Linked DNA regions of Sus scrofa: region 2 is linked to region 1. A link is a contact called in public Hi-C data. All regions are on one chromosome and are shown on one strand. The core of a region is the stretch at or near the end of the contact, and the rest is flanking DNA. Distances in the headings are between cores, read along the strand shown. Region 1 overlaps PBX1 (pre-B-cell leukemia transcription factor 1). Region 2 holds the start of PBX1 (pre-B-cell leukemia transcription factor 1).

Region 1 (6,423 bases), core at 2,781-5,280:
AATAAAAATAAATCAATCTTTTTCCATTCATATATACATACATACATATATATATTTTTTCCTTTCTTCTTTTTCACATCGTGGATGTGCTCACTTTAAAAAAAGACAACTTTTCTCATTCAGAGACAGGCTAAGGCAACATTTAGTACTCTTTTGAATCATACTCTCAGAAGGGACATGAAAACAAAAACAAAACAAAACAAAAGAACCAAGACGCTAACATTTATTTAACACAAGCCAGGTCCTAGAGGCTTACCCAAACTGTGGTCAGAGAGCCCTGACAACTTTCTTTTACAACTGAGGAAACAATCTCTGAGATGTCAACCCAGCCCTCCCTGCCAATGGGTGATAGAAATAGGACTTCAATTCTGAATCCAAAGCTGTGTCCTCCCCACACACACATCACTCATCCTATTCGAAATTCCAATGCAGAAAGCCAGAGCAGAGGAACGGGGCTTACAAAGTAAGCCAGCTTCTCAACTTTGCAGGAACCGGGCCGTTCGGATGGGGACTCTGCCATTGATATCCACTAGGTCCTTGGGGAGGCTGAGTCCACTTTATAACTATGCTTTGACTCCTTTAAACATTTCTGACATGTGACTTGGGTTTAGCGCACACATCACCTCCCCACTGTGTGAAATCCGGGGTCCCCAACAAAATGATTCCAGCCACAAGGACAGACGCTTTGGGCTGAGCGTGGCACCCTTACATAGGAAGCCTATCAGCTCGTCCACCGAAGAAACTTAGCTTCCTTGCCATCCTCTCTGCTCCCTCCATTCTGCCTTGGACCCTGAGTATCATCAGCCTGTTTGTGGGCAATAAGAGCACATTCATTATGGAGCCCACGCAAATGGATTCAGACATCAGATCCATTGCCTCAATTGCACATGTGTTTGACGCCACTACAAATGAAATGAACTTGCTGGGATCAAGGAGACTCTCCCAAAGGTCGAATGAGTCTCTGGCCCAAATTGTGGAACTGTACTCTGAGCCATCTCACTTCCCAGCCCCTACAGAGCTGAGCGGAAGACACAATCCTGTTTAACGTTGAAAGTGGCTCCATCTTTGATGCAGGCCTTGAGCGGGATCATGTGAAGCCAGAGAAGAATTGGGCTCAGGAGACCTTCTAAAGAAAGAAAACAGGAGTTCCTGTCGTGGCGCAGCGGACGCAGATCCTACGAGGAACCATGAGGTTGCGGGTTCGATACCTGGCCGCACTCAGTGGGTTAAGGATCCGGCGTTGCCATGAGCTGTGGTGTAGGTCGCAGATGCGGCTCAGATCTGGAGTTGCTGTGGCTGTGGCATAGGCTGGTAGCTGTCGCTCCAGTTAGACCCCTAGCCTGGGAACCTCCATATACCGCGGGTACAGCCCTAAAAAGTGGGAAGAAAGAAAGAGAGAGAGAAAGAGAAAGAAAACAATTTGCCCCTAATGGAGGCACCTGGGCCGTGCTATTCTCTCCATTCCTCACACAATAGAGTCTCACTTTGTCATTTATTAAATGGGCCGAGGAGAATCGGTCCTGCCATAGGATCAGCTGGACAAATGCAAATAATGGCATCATAACCAGGAAGCTAGAGCTTGAGTTAGAAATCCAGGGAACGTGTGCCACATGTGGACCTTGGGCCAATTTTTATTACTATGGCACTAAATAAATGGAATGATTTATGAATAACTGTTACATTAAGTATGAGACACTGTGTTACTGAAAGACTTCTGGGTCCAGTTGCTGCCATCATGCCCCATTCCCTTCAGCCCATACGAAAGTCAGTGTCCAAGTGTTTCTCTAGGCTGTCTGCTGACCTGCGCCCACCCCACCCCTACCTCTGTTCTCTCTCCTCCAGCTCAAGCATGGTAACTAGCTTGACATGAGGACATTCACAGGTGGTCTGTGCTTCCCTGAGTAGGACTCAGGACTCTGCAAAGAGGGTGGACTTTGAAGAACTGGAGACTGGACTTTGAACTGTGTAAATCTGTGTCGATTTCAGCCTCTCTGAGCCAGTTTCCCCAAAAATGCATGTCCACGATCAATTTCTAAAGACTGATGTGAGGCTCAGATGAGATAATGTAGGTGAGGTCATATGGAAATTCTGGGTACGGTGTAAAGCTCTATGTCAGAAGAAGTATTCAGAAGTATTTTTTGCCACACTAGCTCCTGCTGTTTAGAAGATGGCTGGTTTTGCAGAGACATCACTTAACAACTGAGATCTTTACAAATGACCTAAGGAACCCTCTCTGTCCCGTCTGTGCTGATTATAGATAGAGTAAAATGACTTGCCCAGGATCACAGAGATCAACGTGGCAGACCAAGGCCATTAGTCTTAAAAAACAGTGCTTTTGCTGCCATAGCCACTCTTGATTGTGACATCACTGCCATCACTCAGAATTACCTCCTGTGCTCCTGTTACCTCCTGTTGCTCCTGTTGGTGGACATGCCCTCTCCTGAGTGACCAAGGCAGGCTGGAGCCATTCTTTTCTTTTCTCTGCCAGGCTTTGCTGCCTGGACGTCTTGTAGACGATGCCTGTGGCCTTTCTGCATCTCTGTGAATGCACCGCCCGCCAGGGCCTTCTGTAAGGTATGGCCAGGCAGCTATCCTACTTGCCCATCTCTGTTTCCTGCCATCACCTCTGGAGCCCATCACCACCTCTACCAGTTCACACTGCTTGCTCAGAAACTCTCTGTGCAGAATTTCTGTTGTGGCTCAGCGGAAACAAATAAGACTAGTATCCATGAGGATGTGGGTTCGATCCCTGGCCTCGCTCAGTGTTTTAAGGATTCAGTGTTGCCATGAGCTGCAGTGTAGGTCACAGACATGGTCCGGATCTGGCATTGCTGTGGCTGTGGCGTAGCCCAGCAGCTGCAGCTCCGATTGACCACTATTCTGGGAACTTCCATATGCTGCAGGTGTGGCCCTAAAAAGCAAAAAAAGAAAGATAGAAAGAAACTCTCTGTGCACAGTGCCTTTCTGAAGTCAAGTTCCACTACTGACATCCCTAAGTTCAAGTTTCCTTACTCAGATGTACCCTGAGTTTATCCCACAGACATGAGAGATATGCAGGGACGGACGTGAGGAGAGCTCTGGCTAGTGCCAGTGGCGCCCAGACATCCCCTCCTTCCAGACTGTGTGCCTGTTTGGCTGATCCCTTTCGAAGGCAAGGCCAGTGAAAAAGTAGGTACCTCTTGATCCTGTTGCCTTGAGATCCCAGCTTTGGCAGGAGGGCCACACTTCACCCCCAGGCCTCCTCTGAGCCCCCCTCCACCCCTCCCTCCACCTTCATCTTCCCTCTCCCTGAAAACCTTGAGGATTTAGAATACTTCCTGCCCACGTCTTCCACCAAGGGACCTCCAGGGGATTTCACAGTTTATTGCTTGTTTTCTTCAGGATTGGAATAGCTCCGACCAGCTACTATTTGAAAAGCATAGAAGTATTTTTTGCTTATTATCAAAAGGAGATCGGAGTTTTCCTGCAACTAAATGAGAACTTGATATCTTTCTTGGCCTAAGGGGTGTGAGTGTGTGTTTGTGTATGTTCACAGGCGGGGGTGTCCAGCCTTCCCTTCCTCCATCTCTGTCTCCTAGTAGCCAAAGCCCATGTTCTGAACCACACCAAGGAGGGCAGGCTGCCTTTCACCAAAGGCAGACGATCGATCATTAGCTTTCTTGCCTGCCTGTCTCTTGTTCCCTGTGTCCATAGGGCTCTCTGGTCTGTCCCTCTGTCTCCTGTCTGGTCTGTAGGCAGGGTTTGTTTTCTGGAGCACAGAACTCCCCAAACCTGACAATCGCTGCAGTCTTTCTGCCTTTTCTCTTAAACAGCTTTTTTAAAGCCCCCAGAGACCCTTAAAAAAAAAAAAAAAGAATGCAAATGGAAATTATACTGGAAGCTGAAATGAACATTGTTGTGAGTCATGCGATCCTGGCCACGCGGGGACAAACTATTTTTTATTTTGGGTAATATTTCTTCTTTGGCATTTATTACACCTCTGTTAAACACAGCTCATGTGACACAGTGTTACTCATAGGCAATCAGAGAAAAAGCTGAAAGTTGAGCCATCACTAGGGCAGGGCAACTTATTGTTAATAGCAGCCATTAAAGCTGAAAGGAAAAATTACCCATCTGCCCCCCCCACCCAGATCTGTCTGCCTGAGACCTACTCAGGCCCCCAGGCCGGAAGGGGGGCTGGGCAAGCCCGAGGGAAGGAGAATGGAATGTAGAAACCCGAGATCTGTGTTGGGCAAGGTAGGGCTGATTTCAAGTTTGGGCCCTACCCCAGGAATAAGGGAAAAACCCCACTGATCTCAGACATTCAAGTAACGTGTCTGTCTAATCACCCTTGTTCTTGACCCCTGCCCCCCACCGCCTCACTCTGGCCCAGGGCGCTAACCCAGAGGTCTTACTGCAAGATTCATTTGAGCTACAGATAGGAAACTCAACAGAAAGATGCCTGTAGCAGCAACACCTTCTAATTCTGCAACACTTTCCGCCACAGCCTGTAATTTATAACAGATTTCCTCTACCAAAATTCTTTGCCATAAGACCCTCGGGGTTCAGCAATGCATTTTTTTTTAAATTTTTTAAAAAATCTGTTTTTAAAAGAGCATATGGTTTAAAATCCTTTCAGACATTTAAAATCCTAGCCAAAGAGGCAACACCGTTACCCACTCTGACAAGCCGCTGTGACAGTAGGCTTGTTGATGGGGCCGTATAAGATGTCAGCTGGGAAAGGAGATTTGAGAGGGATTTGCAGAGTGTGTTGATAAAACTCACACCAGGTCTGGAAGGGAAAGGCATTGGCCCATTTTGTGGATAATGCTAACCCTCTCAGGTGCAAAGACTTATTTGGAAAGCTGTAAAAGAAACTGGATGTTGGAGTTCCCGTCGTGGTGCAGTGGAAACAAATCTGACTAGGAACCATGAGGTTGCGGGTTCGATCCCTGGCCTCACTCAGTAGGTTAATTATCTGGCGTTGCTGTGAGCTGTGGTGTAGGTCGCAGACTAGGCTCGGATCCCACATTGCTGTGGCTGTGGTGTGGGCCGGCAGCTGTAGCTCCAATTCAACCCCTAGCCTGGGAACCCCCATATGCCGCAGGTGCAGCCCTAGAAAGCAAAAAAAGAAAAGAAAAAAAAAGGAAAAGAAAAGAAACTGGATTGTGGCTTGGAGTATGGCCCCTGAACAGCCCCGCCCACCCTACTCGTCAAGAGCACTGGCATGGTGGGGCAGTAGTTTTTTTCAGCCCTGCACATTATTTGGAGATATTCGAATGAGTTTGAAAGGCCAGTTGGAGGGCCCCAGAATGACTCCTGGGACTGGCTAGAAGTCTGAGCCCAGCTAGCAATACTCAGCACTGAGAGCACACCAGGCTCAAGATAAGTGGTGGGACTGGTTAGAGAGGGAGGTGCCTGCCCACTCAGACCCGGAAAGGCATTTTGTACTCCAGGAGTCTGATTTCTCGGATTTGACCACATCCAAGTCTCTGGGCTCAGCCCTAAGTGTTCCTTGGCTATCAAAACGAATGTCAAGTCAGGTCAGCTAAACTCATCACTGAAGATATTCTTTTTTTTTTTTTTAATTTTTTAAAAATTCAAGTATAGTTGATTTACAATGTTGTGCTAATTTCTGCTGTACAGCAAAGTGACTCAATCACACACATACATACACACACACAGATACACATTCTTTTTCTCATATTATCTTCCATCATGTTTTATCATAAGTGATTGGATATATAGTTCCCTGTGCTGTATAGCAGGACCTCATTGCTTATCCATTCTAGATGTAATAGTTTGCATCTATAACCCCAAACTCCCCATCCACCCCCCCCACCCCCTTGGCAACCACAAGTCTGATCTCCATGTCTATGAGTCTGTTTCTGTTCTATAGAAGGTTCATTTGTGCCATATTTTAGATTCCACATGTAAGTGATATCAGATTGTATTTGTCTTTCTCTTTCTGACTTAATTTCATTTAGTATGAGAATCTCTGGTTGTATCCACATTGCTGCAAATGGCATTATTTCTTTTTTTATGGCTGAGTAGTGTGTGTGTGTGTGTAATCACGTCTTCTTAACGCATTCATCTGTTGATAGACATTTAGGTTCATTTAGGTTGTTTCCATGTCTTGGCTATTGTGAATTGTGCTTCTGTGAACATACATCTTTTTGAATTGCAGTTTTGTACAGATACATACATGGGCCAGGAGTGGAATTGCTGGATCATATAGTAGTTCTATTTTTAGTTTTCTAAGGAAACTCCATACCGTTTTTCACAGTGGTTATACCAATTTACATTCCTACCAACAGTGTGGGATGATTCCCTTAAAGATATTCTTGATAAAGCTTGGTTGCTTCTTGCCTTGGGTGGCTTTGTCCCACTAAGAGCTGTGGTTCTCAGCCTTTGTGTCAGCAGCATAATTTTGAATCCTAGAAT
Region 2 (6,423 bases), core at 2,510-5,009, 220 kb before region 1:
TTGTTAAAATTAGGTGGTATTGTACACACGGTGCCTGAAACATAATCAGTATTCAACAAATTCTATCTGTGGGTATGCTTATTATTCTGTTAGTGCCACTGCATTCTTCTCATCCAAGCTTGAAAACATTTTCTTTATTCTTCCCACCCACATAAAATCAATTATCAAGTTCTGTTGGCTGTTCCTTGAAAATATACCTCATAATCATCTTTACTTTCCATTTCTACTGCCATCTTCTTAATTCACCTTCTTTATTTTATTGTCTCAGATTTTGTGTTGGGTAGTCAGATAATTTTTCTTAAAATATACTTTCGGAGTTCCCATTGTGGCTCTGCAGTAAAAAAACCCGACTAGTATCCATAAGGATACAGGTTTGATCCCTGGCCTTGTTTAGTGGTTTAAATCATTCAGCTCTGCCTTGAACTGTAGTCTAGGTTGCAGACATGACTGGAATCCCACAATCCCACATCGCTGTGGCTGTGGTATAGGCTGGTGGCTACAGCTCCAGTCCCACTCCTGGCCTGGGAACCTCCATATGCCATGAGTGTAGCCCTAAAAAGACAACAAACAAACAAACAAAAAACACAACTTTACTGTTCCCTCGTTTAAAACAAAAAAGTAACTTTCCTGGCTCCCTGGTGTACACCAAATAAAGCACATAATGCTGTTGTACAGAGTCCTCCAATTACACTTTTTTTTTTTTTTTTTTCTTTTTAGGGCTGCACCTTTGACATACAGAAGTTCCCAGGACAGGAGAGGAATCAGAGCTGCAGCTGCCAGCCTATACCACAGCCACAGCAACTCAAGATCTGAGCTGCATCTGTGACCTGAACCACAGCTTGGGACAACACCAGATCCTTAACCCACTGAGCAAGGCCAGGGGTTGAACTGGCATCCTCATGGATACTAGTCAGGTTCTTAATCTGCTGAGCCACAATGGGAACTTCAGACATTCTTGCTGTTGTTGTTGCTTTTTAGGGCTGCATCTAGAAATTTCCAGGCAAGGAATGGAATCTGAGCTGTAGCTGCCATCCTACACCTGAGCCACAGCAATGCTGGATCCTTAACCCACTGAGTGAGGCCAGGGATCAAACTTGCATCCTCATGGATACTAGTTGGATTTGTTTCCACTGTGCCATTAACGGGAACTCTGCAATTATACTTTCTGATCTTTTCCATTGTGCTTGAAAAGAAACCCTGGACTTCTGCCAGATCCATTCACTCTGTCTTCTAGATACAGCTTATCTTTCAGATGTACCTCAAAGTCTTCTAATCACTCCAACCAAATTGTCCCCATATCTCATTCTCTATAGGATGTCTAAGGCATGGTCTTACGTCCGTAGCATTTATTTTGTAATCAAATATATATTTTGCAAAACTGTACTGTTGGCAACACTATAAAAGGATAGGTATCATCAAACAGTTGTGATGATTAAATAAATAAAGTACTTTGAAAATACCTCATCTGGAATTCCCCTTGTGGTACAGCAGAAATGAATCCGACTAGGAGCCATGAGGTTGTGGGTTCGATCCCTGGCCTCATTTAGTGGGCTAAGGATCCAGCATTGCCATGAGCTGTGGTGTAGGCTGCAGACAAAGCTTGGATCTAGCATTGCTGTGGCTGTGGTGTAGACCGGCAGCTGCAGCTCTGATTAGACCCCTAACCTGGGAAGCTCCATATGCCATGGGGTGCGGCCCTAAAAAGACAAAAAAAGACAAAAAAAAAAAAAAGAAGAAAAAGAAAAAGGAAAAGAAAATAGCTCATCCTTGTAGAGCACTTAATAAATACTATCCTTAGCATTATTGTTGTGTGCGTTTCTTATTTCGCTACTAAAATGCTCCTAGATGACAATGATCTTCTGGAACTGATGGCACATTTTCCAATACTTTTCCTAGTAAACATTTACAGTGATTCTAATTACTTGCTCACACACTGATTTCTTATAGACTCTGGGTTAACTTCTTTTCATGCACTAAATGTAATAACTTCATTGCTGTAAGAGATGTGCTAACTCACACTTACTGTGATTGATATGTTGGAGGATTACTAGTGTTGGTTTAAAAATCCAGTTAACAAGTCAGGGTATGTATGTGGATAGAAGAGTTGTTTTAAGTAATATGACATCATAATTACAATTAATACTCCCTATTGCATGCCCAAATGCCAATGAGTGCCAAATACCTTAAGAACTGTCTTGAAATCCTTTCATAAGCCCCATATTTCACCAAACTTTTTTTCTGGTAATGACTGGGGAGGAGGTTGGTCTGATAAAAAGAATAGCATTTTATTTGAGGATCTCAAAGCAACTGGTGAGGCTACCTTCCATTTTGCAGATTGGGTAGACTGAAGTTTGCAACCATTCCATGCATTTCCTTTGGCTATACTGCCATCCAGGAAGAGAACTATCTACACAGTAGAATATTTCATATTCCAAAACGCTATACTTGGCTTTTCCAAAATAATTCATCTGTTCTTTTATCTTGCAGCCATTGTAACTATGTACCCAGTCAGATTTCCTCCCTCACATTGCCTGATGGAAAGATTGGAAGCAAATTTACGGTCTACTTGGCACTTCAGTATTGAACTTTAGCTACGAGTCTCTTATTAGGTATTCCCCTTATTTATTTTATTTTTTCATTCTTTATTATCAAGTTGAGTTAATTTGTTTGAATATGTATCATTTTAAGCATAGTGAGTCTCTTTTTCAAACAAGATGGGCAGTACACACATAACTAATTTTTATACATTTCTATTAGATGGAGGCATCCCTTCCTTGACACTTAATAACTGTAGGACCTTGAAGAAGTTATTTAACCTTTTCAAGTTCCTTCTCTGTTAAATGGAACTAATAATCCATAACTCTCACAGATGTCTTAGGGATTAAATAAAATAACTTATGTAAATTACTTGGTGCATAGTAGGCATTCAATAAATGTCAGTTCACTTCTTATCTCAGTTAATAATGCTTATTAAACTATATTAAAAACTAGAACCAGACTATGATAATGCATTTCTTTATTAAGTATTTAAGCCAAATAACTAATTTCCCCCAGGGGGAAAAGAGAGAGATGTTGAATTAGTTTCGGTGAACTTATTTATTAATCTTTTCTCCCTCAGTATTATTGTTTCATATCCATAATTTAGCTTGCATGCAACAAAAATGTCACAGTTCAACATTACTTTGAACTCTGTTGTGTTTTTTTAAAATCTATTTTTATATTTGCTATTTATTATATGTTATTGAACATTATATTAACAGTTCAGTTGTGTTTCCTAAGAACTTCGTGCTGACAGACTTTCGCTCTCAAGTTTCCCTGAGGTCTAACGACTTAAAAGGATCAAGTTTTAAACGGCAAGGTTACAGCAAAAGAAAAACGTGGGTAGGAGGGGGAGATCCACACCGTCAGCGTTCTTTCCCATTAATTTTATACGTTTGCATTTAAGTGGAGCCACGTTTTCCTCAAGGACGGACTCTAAGTGAGACAAGCAAGAAAAGTGGGCACCAACTAATTGAGCTGGTGCTACGGTATCATTGCACCTTTAAGGACTGGAGACTTGGTATTAGCTCGGCCTCCTTCCCGGCCCACCTCTGAACTCTGATTGACAGGCCGCCGGGCGAGGAGGAGCCGAAGGAGGCCGAGGAGGAGGCGCAGGGAGGAAAGTAGGGGGAGGTGGGGACCGTCTTTTCTCTGATGACCAATCAGAAAGAGGGGGCGGGGCTCATGGTGCCCTCCTCCCTCCTTCCCTCCCCCGCCTCACGGCTTCCCCGCCCCCTCCCCTCTTTCCTCTGCCCCCTCCCCTCTCCTCCTTCTCGTCCTCCTCCTTCTCCTCCTCCTCCTCCTCTCAGGCTGTGGTTTTTCTGTGTATGTTTCTGGAGTCCTGAGCCTGAGCTAAACAAAAGCAGGAGGCTGACGGGGCTGCTGGAGTTTGCAGAGACACGGAGGAGGAGAGAGCCTGTGCTCTGCCTGCCGCCGCGGCTGGGGGAGATCTGGCTTTTGCAACAGCCCACCCCCTTTGAGATCACTCTGGCCCGGAGTGGGGGTGGGGGGCAGCGGGGGGTGGGGGGGAAAGTTTGCATTGCAATCCCCCTGCCTTCCTCTCCTTTCTCCCGATCAATGCATATTTGCAAAAGGATTAAGCCACAGATTTAAGCGCCTGGAGCCCATTTCTGCCTTGCAAAGGAGACCGGACTGAAAAACCAAAAGCCAGCTCTGATTTCTTTTCGTCAAGTGGGAAGGTGGTTTATTTTTCTTGCTTTTTGGAGTCAACACCCTTCCCCACCAGCCCTTATCCCCACCCTCACCCCGCAACCCCTTCACGCCCCCCTCCCCCTCCCCACTCCCCATCCTCCCACCATCCTCTAAAGAGGCAAAGGGATTTTTTTTTCTTTTGGTCTTCTTTTTTCCCGTTCCCTGTTTATCCTGAAAAGGATCTGAAGACAGCTTGAAGGATAAAAAGCCTTGGTGCTTCCCAGGAGCCGAGCCGAGGAGCAGAAGAGGAAGAGCCGGGGGCTGCCGTTGCCTTTGGAGATGGACGAGCAGCCCAGGCTGATGCATTCCCATGCTGGGGTCGGGATGGCCGGACACCCCGGCCTGTCCCAGCACTTGCAGGATGGGGCCGGAGGGACCGAGGGGGAGGGCGGGAGGAAGCAGGACATTGGAGACATTTTACAGCAAATTATGACCATCACAGACCAGAGTTTGGATGAGGCGCAGGCCAGGTGAGATGGAGGCTTTTCTTTTCCTTTCTTGGGGTTTTTTGTTTTTCTCCCTCTCGCTGGGGGAAACAATGGGAACCGAATCACCACAGCGCTTTCTTTTTAAATGTTATTTCTTTGCCCATTTTGACGAGCAACTGTATGGCGGAGGAGTAAAAATTGGAGGAGCGTTGTTATCGAAAGTGTAATCTCCCATGCCGTGATGTGTGTATATATATATATATATATTTATATATATAGTGTATGTATGTATGTGTGTGTGTGTGTGTGAATATAGAGGTATTCCTATATAGCCATACAAACACTCAAGCACGCCAAAAAATACTGGCAACTGATCCAAAAGCGGCCCTCGGCACTTTTTACTGCTTTAAAAAAGTATCCAGAGAGAGCAGAATTGTCAAGTTTTGAAGAGCATTCCATGCCTTCTTGTTGAGGGACTCCGTAACATTACAAAATAAAATGTCCCAAGAACACTTTATTTGCAAATTTAGTTGACTCCTTACCTAAATCAGAGACTTTGAATTTTCTTTCTTGACGTACTCCTCCAAAATTATTTTTTCTTTCCCCCTTTCTCTCCCTATTAAAAACAAAAAAAAAAAAAAAAAGAAAAGAAAAAGCAGGGTAATTCTTTGTCAGTAGTTGTCAGTCCTCCAGAAAATATTTTACATTCATTTAATTCCGTTTCAGAAAAAGCTGATGTAAAGAAGAGAAAATTTTGCTTCTAAACATATTTGTTAGGTTTAGGAGGCTTAGATATGTAGTGTAACTTTATTGTCTCTTAATTTGAGTCGGTTTACTAACCTTCCGTGGTATGGTCCTTTAAAAAGAGGTGGGGGGAGAAAATCCAGCATGCTCTTTTTCCCATGCTTTCAGGACCACTTAGATGCCACTAAAATAGAAATGAAGGCAAGTGTGCATTTTCTGTATTTCAATCCTATAGGACAGAAAGATCTTCATTAAGGAAACATAATAAAGAAGCTGTGTAGCTTCTCAACTTAATCCACTGCCAGGTATATAGTTCTCCCCTGTAGGATTTTACAGTAAATTCTCTTTCAAAATAAAACATGAACTAAATGGCAACCCACTAACTGCTTGCCTGAGGTCGATCTGGAGAGGAAGAATTTTTAAAAATCTAATGACCACATATGTCATTACAATTACCCAGCTTTGTTAAATAGGAATTTGAGTTGAGAAAATGAGAAGAAGCAGTAAAAAGCATGGATGTTATGAATTACACTCTTATTTTAGCTGTAAGCACATGCAACATGTAAACTCAAAAGTCTTGAGGTTTATAGGTGCTGGAAAACTTGGAAAGGTTCAAAGACTGGAACTATTCTCAATTTTTTTTAAAGAGGGGAAAGTTTTCAAAAATTAATTGGTGCTCTTTTTGAATTTTATTATCTGGAGAAAAGCTAATAGGTATGGTAAGTGGAAGATTTCCCACTGGCAATCTCTTTTGGATTTGGAACAGATTTCTCCATTACATTGTTCCAGAAAAATAAACTCAGACATACCAATAAACTGCTTTAATAACAAGTTTGTACAGCCGAAGGGGCTGTAAGACTGGAAAGTCACCACTTTTCTAATGTTTAGTCCCTGTTCCTTTTTGTACAACTGGGGACAGCCTTGGCTTGGCGGGTTCCCCCTTAATGGCCTAGATGTTGAGAGAGATCAGACACAATTTTGGTGTAGGGAAATTTTCTCT

What was found. Hi-C and Micro-C count contacts between places; a contact is called where the count stands out from the background.
Region 2: a contact with region 1 is called in a Hi-C map of skeletal muscle, with 2.9 times the contacts expected there. The contact joins the promoter of PBX1 here to the enhancer-like site in region 1. A contact is called at or near these places in 2 of 5 promoter capture datasets (fetal liver and skeletal muscle) and 7 of 47 Hi-C or Micro-C datasets (embryonic fibroblasts, fetal skeletal muscle, fibroblasts and 3 more).

Annotation. Positions count from the first base shown.
Region 1 is chr4:85,944,333-85,950,755 of Sscrofa11.1, reverse strand. All of the region lies in intron 2 of PBX1 (pre-B-cell leukemia transcription factor 1), which reads left to right. Among named protein-coding and RNA genes, the nearest start is that of PBX1, 220 kb to the left of the region's middle. Within about 2 kb of position 4,030, at least 28 of the 83 cell types and tissues checked have an H3K27ac peak or open chromatin away from gene starts, as enhancers often do. A contact at or near this core is called in embryonic fibroblasts, omental adipose tissue and skeletal muscle, where this site is marked.
Region 2 is chr4:86,167,610-86,174,032 of Sscrofa11.1, reverse strand. It overlaps PBX1 (pre-B-cell leukemia transcription factor 1), which reads left to right and starts at 3,759. Exons shown (of 9, transcript XM_005655372.3): 1 at 3,759-4,721. The coding sequence starts at 4,531.